Regions from separate parts of the Sus scrofa genome. Here region 1 is linked to region 2. A link is a contact called in public HiChIP or PLAC-seq data. All regions are on one chromosome and are shown on one strand. Each heading gives the region's core, a stretch centred on a gene start, on an enhancer-like site or on the middle of the called end of the contact. The rest is flanking DNA. Distances are from core to core; before and after follow the strand shown. Region 1 holds the start of HEXIM1 (protein HEXIM1). Region 2 overlaps DCAKD (dephospho-CoA kinase domain-containing protein).

The links. HiChIP or PLAC-seq counts read pairs in DNA pulled down with a chosen protein or histone mark.
Region 1: a contact with region 2 is called in an H3K27ac HiChIP or PLAC-seq map of skeletal muscle. The contact joins the promoter of HEXIM1 here to the enhancer-like site in region 2. A contact is called at or near these places in 3 of 47 Hi-C or Micro-C datasets (heart right ventricle, liver and mesenteric adipose tissue) and 2 of 2 datasets of contacts at active chromatin or transcription factors (alveolar macrophages and skeletal muscle).

The regions. Positions count from the first base shown.
Region 1 is chr12:18,265,276-18,271,532 of Sscrofa11.1, reverse strand. HEXIM1 (protein HEXIM1) reads left to right here and starts at 1,444. Exons shown (of 1, transcript XM_003131323.5): 1 at 1,444-4,510. The coding sequence starts at 3,082. The coding sequence ends at 4,128.
Region 2 is chr12:18,346,779-18,353,233 of Sscrofa11.1, reverse strand. All of the region lies in intron 1 of DCAKD (dephospho-CoA kinase domain-containing protein), which reads right to left. Among named protein-coding and RNA genes, the nearest start is that of DCAKD, 12 kb to the right of the region's middle. Within about 2 kb of position 2,418, at least 30 of the 83 cell types and tissues checked have an H3K27ac peak or open chromatin away from gene starts, as enhancers often do. A contact at or near this core is called in mesenteric adipose tissue and skeletal muscle, where this site is marked.

The DNA.
Region 1 (6,257 bases), core at 195-2,694, 81 kb after region 2:
TTGCCTTTTCCCTTTGGGCGTGCCCGTCATCGCTTCCCCAAGGACAGCTCCCGAGTCTCCAGACAGGTCCTTTCTTTGGACAAGTTGCATGTGCTTTGTAGAATGCCCTACTTCATGCTACTCAAAGACGGCCAAGAAGTCATCTCCTGCATGAAATCTGTCCACAATTCTCAACTCCTAAGCAATTTGGCTCATAAACTCCCACCAGGATTTTCTTCACTTGCTATTCTGGCTTACTGTGGTTGGGTCGTCTCTCCAAACAGTCCCTGAGTAGCAAGGATGATACTTTATTCATCATTGTGCTCTCTTATCAAATCATTGCCAAAGGAAGAAATAAGAGCCTAAATTAGGCTGAAGCTGTTGGGGATGAAAAGGAACTAAATCCAGGAGTTCCTGTTGTGGCTCAGTGGGTTAAGGACCGTACCTCTCTGTGAAGATGTGGGTTCAATCCCTGGCCTCACTCAGTGGTTTAAGGATCCAGTATTGCCGCAAGCTGCAGCTTAGTTTGCAGAGGTGGCTCAGATTTGGTGTTGCTGTGGCGTGGGCCCCAACTGCAGCTCTGATTGGACCTCTGGCCCGGGAACTTCCATATGCTGCAGGTGCAAAAGAAAAAAAGGAACTAAATCCAGAGTTCATACGAAAAAAAAGAGTTTTGTGTCTGTGACAAAGAAAAATGGTACGGGGTCACAAAGACCTTTGCTCTGGCCTAAACTGCCACTTAGTTGTCATGTGACCCTGGACAGATCACTTAATTTCTGAGCATTAAAGAGGTTTCTTATCTCTAAAATAGAGACAATAATCCCTACTCTGCCTAACCCGCAGGGCTGTGGTGGAGCAAATGGTTCTGTGTGTAAAAGAACGTTGTGCAGTGGAAAGCAGCTGGAATATAAGACAAGGCTGTAAGTAAGAAATAGTAGGAATGGGTCACTGAGTGTATGGCCAACTGAGATTACAGAGAGGCTTAAGTGATTTGAACAGAGTTTGGGCTACTTCTGGGCCCTATCTTTTGGGCGGGAGCTTGGAATCTGGAGAACTTTCCCAAGGAGAGTATGTCCCTCCCACCCCCATGAATCTGCCCATAGTTCTGGGCCAGAATCCCCCTGCCCCCATTTCTGGGCAAGACTTCCTCCTGGGGGAGCCTCTGGCTCTGCTTTCCTCAGGGTGTTGCCTAGCGCCCACTGACGAAGAGCCTTGGTGGCTCTTTTGCTCTCTCTCTCTCTGCGTAGCCAGGATTGATTATTTCAACTCTTTATTAATTTCAAACCCCTCCCCCCAAGAAAGCAGCTCATCAGCCGCCCTGCACTCTTCTATCTGGGCATTTCCTGGTCGGTTCCCAAGTGAAGAGACCAAGAAGGCCTCAGGAGGCCATTTTCTTCCAAAGAACCTGAGGCCCCGGGGACGGGGGAAGGGGGGAGGGGGCAGGGGCAAGGCCTTCCCGCCCCGGGCCGGACAGCATGCACACCCAGCGTTTCCCCCGCTCAGGCTAGAGACTCGGTCACGGCCCACCATTTTGCACTGGCTCCTGGGGCGGCGGCAGTCCTGAAAAAAACCACGCTGGGGCTGGGACTCCGCCACTTTCGGCCAAGAACCCCAAGGCCAGTCCGAAGGTGGACGTCACCCAGGACTCGAACCTGCCTTCTCATCTTTGGAGGCCTAGTCCGAGATTGCGGTCACACTGTCCCTTTAAGGCGGCACTTTTTATTCTTCATTTGTTTACCTCTTCATGCGCTTTTTTAAAAAACACAAATTGTGTTCACAATATCCTTCCGCAAATGTCAATCCCAGTCACTAGCTACACACTCTGAAGCCATTCTTGTAATCTTAGGAATCTAAGACTTATTAGCCTTGGGCCAATATCTCTCTTTATAGAATTTAACCCTCTTTTGCACTTTAGGGACTATTTTTTAGGAGTAAACCATTCCTGCTTTAGTTAACACATGTTTATGACCTTCAGAACCTTTCCGCTGAGGACAGAATACGAAAAAAGCCTTTAAGACGCACCTTTTCATAAAAATATTCTGTGTGGGCCCTCATAGCCATGGAATCTTCTCGTATTCCCGAAGCAGAATGGTATGGTCCAGAACCCGCCCCATCTTCTCTGCGATTGGCCTTCCTTCCTCAGCGAGACGTGGGCCTCTTGGCCAATGGTGACCCACGTTTCTCTAGCGAGCGATAAGCGATGGAAGGAGACGGCCTGGAAGACGCCCCCTACGCGTCCTGGGATTGGCTACGTCGCACGGCGCGCGAGGATGGCGGGCCTGAAAGATGGGAACTACGACTCCCAGCTTCCAGGGATGGGGACTCCGTTACGCATGCGCATAGGCGGGGCAGCCCGGCTTCTATATAAAAGGGGCGCAGCGGGCTGGGAGGCAGCAGTTGGAAGTTGGCAGGTGGAGAGGCAGGTTGGGAGGGGAAGTCGGGGGAGGAGGCGGAAGAGGAGCTGTCGGAAGGGGGAGGAGGGCGGGAGGAAAAAGAGGAGGAGGCGGAGGAGAACTGAGCTGAGCAGAGCATCGAGCCAAAGGGGAGATGAGTTTGTCTGTCCTCGGTTGAGGCTCCGGCCGGGCCTAGGGAACTGGGAGCCCGGGTTGGAGCGACACCCGTGGAAGTGGGAGGAGGTGGCTCTGGGACTTTAACCCCTTGTGGGCTCTGCGGCAGGGGATTTAACCCTTTGTGGATCCAGCCCCTCGGAGTCAGCGTCATCGGGTAGTTTTAACCCTTTCGGGGCTGGGTTTAACCCGTTGGATTTAACATCTCGTTGCCCACCAACTCCTCGATAGCGGGGCGCGCTGCGGGGAGGCTTGAGGCCCACCCCCTCTGCACATTACGTACTGTTTTGCTGCTGCACCCCCTTGGACGCGCTAGCTGGCCGCGCTGTGAGCGCTTAACCCTTTACTGACTTGAACTCCCCAAGTTGCAGTTGGAGTTTGCTGACAGAAGGACTGGCTAAAGGCATCACTGCAGGAATTACAGACCGAAGAGGACTGTGTTGGACATTTTTGAAAAGAAAAGAAAAACCTTTTTTTTCTTTAAGGACTTAACAGCCAAAATTCTTCAAACTTCGAGAAGAGGATTCTATTAGCCATGGATGAGCCACTCTTGTCAGAGTATCAGCACCAGCCTCAAACTAGCAACTGTACAGGTGCCGCTGCTGTACATGAAGAGCGGAACCCCGATCGCCCCCCAGGCGCGGAGGAGCGAGTGCCCGAGGAGGACAGTAGGTGGCAATCGAGAGCGTCCCCCCAGTCGGGTGGCCGTCCGGGACAGGAGGGGGAAGGGAGCCAGGAGCCTCAGCTGCCTCCCTTGCAAACCCAGGTCAGCCCAGAATCCAGCTGCCCTGAAGCGGGTGAGAAGGGCCAGAATGGGGACGACTTGTCCGCTGGCGGAGCTCCCCCGCCGGCGGCGGGAGGGGAACAGAGGCCCGAAGCCAACAAGTTGGGGGCTTCTGCTGCAGGGGGCGAGGAGGCGTGGGGACAGCAGCAGAGACAATTGGGCAAGAAAAAACATAGGAGACGCCCCTCCAAGAAGAAGCGACTTTGGAAACCGTACTACACGCTAACCTGGGAAGAGAAGAAAAAGTTCGACGAGAAAGAGAGCCTTCGAGCTTCCAGGATTCGAGCCGAGATGTTCGCCAAGGGCCAGCCGGTCGCTCCCTATAACACCACGCAGTTCCTCATGGATGATCACGACCAAGAGGAGCCGGATCTTAAAACCGGCCTCTATCCCAAACGGGCTGCTGCCAAATCCGACGACACCAGCGATGAGGACTTTATGGAAGAAGCAGGCGAGGAGGATGGGGGCAGCGACGGAATGGGAGGAGACGGCAGCGAGTTTCTGCAGCGGGACTTCTCGGAGACCTACGAGCGGTACCACGCGGAGAGCCTGCAGAACATGAGCAAGCAGGAGCTCATCAGAGAGTACTTGGAGCTGGAGAAGTGCCTCTCGCGCATGGAGGACGAGAACAACCGGCTGCGGCTGGAAAGCAAGCGGCTGGGCGGCGGCGACGACGCGCGTGTGCGGGAGCTGGAGCTGGAGCTGGACCGCCTGCGCGCCGAGAACCTCCAGCTGCTGACGGAGAACGAACTGCACAGGCAGCAGGAGCGAGCACCGCTGTCCAAGTTTGGAGACTAGGCTGAAACTTTTGGGGGGAGGGGGCAACGGGGACTTTTTACAGTGATGGAATGTAACATTATATACATGTGTATATAAGACAGTGGACCTTTTTATGACACATAATCAGAAAAGAAATCCCCCCTGGCTTTGGTTGGTTTGGTAAATTTAGCTATGATGTAGCTTGTGTGCTTTATCCTCTTCTTTAATTATGTGAAACTGAAGGGTTGCTTTTCTTGTTTTCCTTTTTAGAAGTTTTTTCCTTTTTTAATGTGTAAGTAATTTGACCAAGTTATGCATTTTTCTGTTAAAACCCCCTCCTTAAATGGAGCTATAAGGTGGCCAAATCTGAGAACCATTAAATCCACTCTAGTTATAATAAATTTAATATTTGTAAATGTAACATAGTTTTGGTGTTATTTCTAGAGCTACTAAAGAATACTACTGGTATATACGATTGCATCTTGGGGGGGGGGATAAAGGAATTATTTGCCCATTAAAAAAAAACAAAACTTTAATGGGAGGATCTTCAATTTGCCAGATTTTTTCCCCTTGAGTGAGTTTAGTGCTACAATATATAGTTTCAGCAAAATATAAAGATTTAATTATCTTCAATATGTAAGTGTGCTTGCTTTCTAGTGCCTTGGTTTTCTTTCTTGATGCTGGAGGAAATAAACCAGTGTTGGGTGTTTGAGGAGTAGAAAGTAACTATGAACAGCTTAAAATTTAATTCTGCTTCTCAATAGCCAGTCAAAAGTCTATTAACAAACATGTAAACCCAATTTGGCAGTTAGCTTAGACCATGGGCAGCCTCATTTCATTCCTACAAATAGGTTTTTAGTAATCCCTCCTTCCTCCCAGTAAGGCTGGAAGGAGTTCTCCGATGCCTGGAAGAGGCTCTTGGTAAACCTCTTGCTTTCTTAGTGGGAACAATGGTTGGATAAGCTTGTGGGGAAGCTCTTTATTTTAAAATATTCAGAGGTAGGGGAGTTCCTGTCCTGGCTCAGTGGAAACAAATCTGACTAGTATCCATGAGGATGTGGGTTCTACCCCTGGCCTCGCTCAGTGGGTTAAGGAGCCAGCGTTGCCATGAGCTGTGGTGTAGGTCGCAGACGCGGCTCAGATCCCATGTTGCTGTGGCTCTGGTGTAGGCTGGCAGCTACAGCTCCGATTCGACCCCTAGCCTGGAAACCTCCATATGCCACTGGTGAGGCCCTAAAAAGGCAAAAATAAAATATTCAGAGGTAAGGGATATTAGATTTATAAAGGAAGTGGCCATTTGAAGCATTCCAAAGACTTAAACCCAGTTGTCTACCTTTCCATGAGATTTAAACTAAAATTAGCAATGTCCCCTCACTGCAAATCAAATATAAAGTTTCTGGTTAAGGAGTTAAGTCTTTAGGGTCCAAGTGGGAACCCTGCACAGTCTCTGTGTAGCCATTATTCTCAGTCTCCTAAACTGTGCTGATAACTGCTTAGTCCTTGAGTAGTTCTGCTCTTGAAAATTCAGAGAGGCCCTGGGAATTAATTTCTGTCCCCAAATCAAAATAGTAAGACATTTTAAGATTGTTCTCTCCTGTCACCATGGTTAACCCAGCCCATCTTTACCAGCCCTGTGTCAGAATTTCCCTAAGGGAGTTCCCGTCGTGGCGCAGTGGTTAACGAATCCGACTAGGAACCATGAGGTTGCGGGTTCGATCCCTGCCCTTGCTCAGTGGGTTAACGATCCGGCGTTGCCATGAGCTGTGGTGTAGGTTGCAGACGCGGCTCGGATCCTGCGTTGCTGTGGCTCTGGCGTAGGCTGGTGGCTACAGCTCCGATTGGACCCCTAGCCTGGGAACCTCCATATGCCGCGGCAGCGGCCCAAGAAATAGCAAAAAGACCAAAAAAAAAAAAAAAAAAAAAAAAAAAAAAGAATTTCCCTAAGGGCAGCTGCACTGCTCAAATCACTAGCATATGGGTTCATTCACTTGAGGCCTTAGAAACCACAGGGGGGGCCTTGGGGGTCCATGAACCCCATGAAATTATATGTAGACTTGTATTATATGTACATTTTTCTGGGAAGAGGGTTCAAGAGAATCATGAAATTGCCAAACTTGAAGGTAAGAGACCCTGCAAGGAAAGGGAAAAAAACTCTCACAGGGAAGCTT
Region 2 (6,455 bases), core at 1,169-3,668:
GATGGGAACTCCTCACAGTAGACTTGAAGTCGTGCTGCATTTTCAGGCGTAAATATGATCACCGCGTCTTAGCCTTTGTTCCCAAGTTGGGAGAAATTAAATCGAAGGCCAGGTCTCTCCCCCCCTCCTTCAGTGTGAAATCACTTCTCCAGGACCTTAAAATCTGTCATAGGACTTTTTTTTTTTTTTTGGTTAAACAGCAGATTTACTGTCCTAATTGCTTCCTTGCACTTATACTGAAAGGAGTCTGCCTCTCTTGAGGACACACCAAATGACAGGGGAGGCAGCCGCTCCGATGTGGGCTGAGGAGGTGGCTTGGGGCGGCGAGGACACCAATCTAGAAGTTAAATCTCCCAGGCTCATTCTCACCCAGGGAACCCAGGGGCGGAGAGAGGAAAACATCCACCAGAATCATCATCCAAATGGAGAGATCGAACCACATTATTCAACTATTTACGAAGCCCTTCTTCTCAATCTCCCTGAGACCTGGGTTGCCCCCAGGTTGGTCTCCCTCCAGCTTACAAAAAGAGAAGTTCAGGATAGGGTTCAGCTGTGGAAAAAAAAAAAATCCTGGAGTTCCCATTGCGGCTCAGTGGAAACAAATCAGACTAGCATCCATGAGGACACAGGTTCGATCCCTGGCCTTGCTCAATGGGTTGAGGATCTGGCATTGCCATGAGCCATGGGTCACAGACATGGCTCAGATCTGGCACTGCTGTGGCTGTGGCGTAGGCCAGCATCTGTAGCTCTGATTCAACCCCTAGCCTGGGATCCACTATATGCCATGGGTGAGGCCCTAAAATGACCAAAAAAAAAAAAAAAAAAAAAAAAAAAAAAATCATCCACTCAGCTGAAGTTTTGAAATGGAATACCCAGCACGAGCGTGTTTTAATCCCAACTCTGTCCTGCTGTCTGTAAAGCACTGAATCTCCTCTTCGGCTGAAGTCCCACCTGGAGGCCTGGGCGTGGGGCTTGAGGACAGGCCGCAGCTGAGGGAAGGGGCGACGGCTGGTTCTCCTCAGGGCCCTGACCTCTCATCCATCAAAGACAGCCCGTGTCACCTGGTCACCTAAGTTTGCCAAGTTGGGTAAAGGGGCCTGGAAAACCTTGCAGGCAGGCAGACTTTTAACTCCTGCCGGTACACAGGCCTGGGACCCCTCTCGAGACCCCCTGAATCAGATCTCTGCGGGGCAGGATCTGGGCAGCTCTGCTGTGTAACAGGGCCTGGGATGGACTCTAATTCTTCCTTTATGGTGTTAAGGATGGAGGACCAGAGAGGAAGAGACTTGCCCAGGGCCGGTTATTAGCATAGCCTGGGTGGAATTCAGGGCCCCAACTCCCAGTCTAGACCCCTGCCTTCCTGTACTCGGGGAATGGAAAATTCATTTACATGTAGATTAAGTATGACTAAGCAAGCATGGTGTCCTTTTCTGCAGGCCAATCAATGCGAGACCAAGGGAAAAATTCCTTCTTGCTGATCACACTGGTGTTTTTCCTCTGCAGAATAGAGGGCTGGGTCTTAGGAACAGTAACCGGGGCCCAGATGTAAATTCCAGGCTCGGCTCTGCCCCAGGCTCAGGGGGCTGAGAGCCTCATGAGCAGCCTCCCTTCTCGGGGGCCCTGGACGATCATCTAGAAACAGACTAACAGCTGCTTGGCCTCTGCCAAGAAGGCCATGGGGACAGAGAAGCACCTGCCTAAGGAGGCTGTGGGCCCCTGGCTGAAAGGGGCTGGACAAATATCAGCTGTTCCCATCTGACAAGCACCCTGCGCCCCCATAGTTCACTCCTGACCTAACTGCTGACTGAGCTCCCCTGGGCTCTGCAGCTCAGGGCTGAGACCTCTTGAGCAACCAAAGGAAAACACAGGTCTGGCCCCTCAGGAAAATTTGGAGACAGTAACAAACAAAGCACCGGCAGGTGAAGGAGAGCAGTCACACAGTCACGTGGTATCACCCTGGGCCTGGGGAGGGGGCAGGGTGGATCTGCCCAGGAGCTGCACTGACTAAGAGCCCCCCGGCCCCCCAAGGTTCAGCAAAGAGGTACAGAAGCTTTCAGGTTTCAAGCTGCCTCAAAGTCCCACCCAGACCGGGCCCATAGCTCCGATCCCCAGAGAAGTAACTGGAGAAGTAAAGTCTTTGATATCCCGTGTTCAGAACCCTCTTCCTGGTCTGGTTCAAAAATCATCATCTTCTGGAATCCGCTCCGGTTTTCCCCCTCATCCTCCTGCCATTTACACGGAGGCAGTGGGGGCCTCGCGGTAACTGCTAAACCTGGCTCTGATCTGAATCCCCTGTGAAACTTTCGAAAAGATGCAGAAACCCAGGCTCCACTCCAGCCCCCTGAGTCTGAATCTAGGGCGGGACCTCACGTCCCAGCCAGCCAGGCACCAGCTCCGTGGCTGAAAGGGAAAGTCGTGGACTGGAAGCCGAGAGGCCCGAGTCCCCGTCTCTGTATTCTGCCACAGACCTAGCTGTGTGACTGCAGGAAGCCTTCTCAGCAGCCTGGCCCGGGGCGGGCAGTGCTTAGAAACAGCTGAGCGGCCAACGCCAGGCCTGGTGAGCCTCAGTCTCCACGTCTGTGACGAGGGGCCGGACATCCAGCCCTGGGGGAGGCTGAGTCCCACTGCTGCTTCCTTCTGCTCGGCCCTCTTCCCACAGTAACCAAAGAATGACAGGACCTCTGGGGGCCGGGACTCTTCCTCCTCAGCACCGAAAGCTGTTCCAGGAGCTGGCTTGGCTGGAGAGGTAAGGACACCGCCAGGTTCCAGAGCAACGCAGGGAAGCTGATGGAAGCTGCATCCCGGGTCTGGAGGGGGTTGGCCAAGGTGGGACTCCATCCCAGGGGGAGCCACACCCGACCCTCCCTCAGCCCTCATTCTCCAGGTCAAGGGAGAGGCAGTAGGGTGTAGACAGGGTAAGGATTGGAGTCAGACAGGGGGGCCTGCAGCCCTGTCTGGTGAAGATGGAATTCTGCTGTGCTCCATTCATCTTTTTTTTTTTTTTTTGGCCTCAGCGAGCAGCAGCTTGATGTGGGATTTCAGTTCCCAGACCAGGGATTGAACTGGGCCGGCAGCGAAGAAAGCGCTAGAAAGTCCTAACCACGAGACCACCAGGGAACAGGCCCTGTTGTGCTCCATTAACGGTGGGCCTCACTCACGGAGGCTCTCCCGAATGCCATTTGGTTTTTACTTCCTGGGCCTCCAAAGCCCAGAGAAGAGACAGAAAATATACTTGGAAGAAGGGTCTCCCGTGGCCTCTCTGGCAGGCCTTCCTAGGGAAAAACGAGAGGGGATTGCTTCATGGGCCTCCAGACAAGGAGCCCCACTGTCCCCACGCTGTCTGGACTTCTAACTCCACGGGCCGGCCTGCTAACCCCAGCCACCAGCACCCTGGGTCCAGACAGCTGTGGTGGCCTTGCGGCCTGACCCTCCAGTCCCTGCCTGCTCCTCCCAAGGCAGCCAGGGTCGTGGCTTAAAGTCACCATCTGCTCATGTCACTCCCGTTTAAAACGTTCGCTGTATTCCTCCTCCTCCTAGCCCCTCACAGAGGCCACTGGGTCCTGTGTGACCCTCCTGCCGTCAACCCCTCCATCACTCCTCGTCCACTGCTCCTGCCCCCACGAAGCTTACACTCAACGCAGTGGGGCAGGGGTGAGGGAGAGGGATATGCAACCAAAAGCTCACAGCAAGTGAGGCGCTGCTGATTGGGGGCGGGTATCAAGATCGACGGGGGTGGTTACTTTAAATGAGGGACCAGGGAGGTCTCTCTGAATGAGGACCTGAAAGCAGCGACAGTGCAGGTCACCTCTCTCAGAAGCTTCATCCACCCCCCAACCCAAATCAGGCCCCTGACCTTGCTCACCACTTCCTCTCCTTCCCTGGTACCCGTGGTGCTCAGTACTTTTGCGTGACTATGTGATAAAGTAAATTCCATGCATCCAGTGTGCACTCTTTGGTGTCCAACATCTAGCCTGGTGTCGAGTCTCTGTCAATTACCAGGTGAGCTATTTCTTCTTTGACTTAGTTTCTGTGAAATGGAGCTAAAGTCACCTACTGAGTTTTTTTTGCTTTTTAGGGCTACACTTGCTGCAGCAACATCAGATCTGAGTCTCGTCTGCGACCTACACGGCAATGTTGGATCCTTAACCCACTGAGCAAGGCCAGGGATCGAACCCGCAACCTCATGGTTCCTAGTTGGATTTGTTAACCACTGAGCCACAACGGGAACTCCCCAAGGCACCCACTCTGGGCTGCTGTCAAGAGTAAATGAGAAAAGCGCTCAGAACAGTACTCAGCACACACGGAGCCCTCAACCAACGTTCTCTTTTAGTTCTGACAGGCTGATGACTGGGCACAGAATGAATGACTCCAAGAGCAGGAACGGGAAGGGGAAATACATGGTGAAATGCGTGGGGTGCCAAAGGGGAGGCTCCCAGGCTGCTCCTTCTCCCAATGGTACACGCTGCTCTCTTGGGAATCCCCACTGTGGCGCATCGGAAACGAATCTGACTAGAACCATGAGGCTGCGGGTTCCATTCCCAGCCTTGCTCAGCAGGTCAGGGATCTGGCATTGCCGTGAGCTGTGGTGGCAGACGCAGCTTGGATCCTGCATTGCAGTGGCAGTGGCCTAGGCTAGCCTGGGAACCTCCATATGCCTAAACAGCAAAAAAAAAAAAAAAAAAAAAAAAAAAAAAAGAACACACTGCTCGCTGCTAGTAAATCCCAGGTTTGGCAGGTTAAGGAACTGCTTTGTGAATGGACACACTTTCCTCCCCAGGAGAGCTCCAGGGCTTAGCTTGGAATCCAGTTCTCTTGCTTGGCATCTCCCAATCAACAGCCCCCACCTGCCGACGGGGCCAGAGGCCGCTCCCTCCTTAGTTTCCAGCTCCTTCCCTCCTCTTTCGCAGCTGCCCAGGATCTCACCGTGGGCAGGCCTGATCAGCCACATGCTTCTCCTTTGAATTCCTTTCCAGAGGGGATGGATCCATTTCGCTCCCATGATCAATATAATCATTCATGAAAACTAGTGGTTTCCTGCCTTGGGACCCAATTATTTTCTTACAGAACCAGTGGTTGCAAAAATATATTGTTCCTGTTACCTAATAAGTGCTATTTTTATCGATGGATTCTCCATGCCTGGTCTTTCATTATTGGTGAGAGGCTGCTATGTAAACCTGAGTCCAAGTTCTCTTCATCAGCTGGGCCTGTTAAGTTACCACCTCCCCCTGGGGGTGGCTGCCGGTGACAGTGATGGGGAGGGAGCCCTCCCAGAAGATGTTGGCGGCCAGCCTCCCTCTCCCTCCCTCCGCCTTCACCAACATCCAGGGAAGGAAGGGAGCAGGTCATTCTTCCAGAGTTCTCTCCAAGGCAGAGACCATCACCCCAGGGAGCTTTTATGGCTGGGCAAGGTGGTTTGGACTGGACTGTGATGCCGGCGTTTAAGCCGAGAGAGGATCCCAGGGTGCCAAATCTCAGGGGCTTGGAAGTCACAGGGGCCTGGGCTAGGAATGCAGCTTTGTCCCTTAACGAGCTGGGGGGCCTCAGGCAATTTAATTCCATGCTGGGGGCTTCTATTTCCTTGCATATAACATGGGATTATATATAACTGTCTGTAACCTGGCAGCCAGGTGATGCTAAATCCTATTATGTCAACCCTCTGCCAAAACCCTCCAAGAGCTTCATCTCAGAGTTGGAGCCAAGTCCTTACAGAGCCCTACAGGGCCTCATGACTGGCGTGAAGGAAAAGTGTCACCTGCCACATTAGTACACAAAGGATGCTGCAGCCATCAAGCCAGCACAGTGGCCCAACTACCGGGTCTTTGTTGCAGAAACTCCTATATACCCGGGCTCCTCCCTAACCTCTTGGGAGTAGTCGCTCAGAGCTATGAGAAGGTGGTGTCCAGGGCTTAAGTCCTCAGCTTTGTCTGCCAAAGAAAACATCATTCTGAACTTTAAGGTTGGGCCTTTTTTTTTCCCAGTCATCAGGGTCACAGGCTCTATCCTCTCCAGGCATCTCCTACCGTTCTCCCCCTGGAATGAGACCTCCGAGCCACAGTGGCCACCTTGCTGCTCCATGACCGGGCCTGAGCTCCCTGACCTCGCCCCCACCTCGGGCTGTGGACACACTGCTCCCTCCCTCCGCATAGAGGTCTCTTCCCCCAGAGGGCTGCTCGGCTCACCTCCTTCTCTGACTTGCTAACAGAGACTGGCCTGAATATATCAAATAACGCCCCCACCCCCATTTCCCACTCTATGCTCCATAGTGTTCCACTTTTTTTTTTTTTTTTTTTGGCTTTTTAGGGTCGCACTCGCAGCAAATGGAGGTTCCCAGGCTAGGGGTGGAATCAGAGCTGTCGCTGCTGACCTACACCATAGCTCATGGCAACTCCAGATCCTTAACTCACTGAGCAAGGCCAGGGATCAAACCCGAGTCCTCATGGATGCTAGTTGAGTTC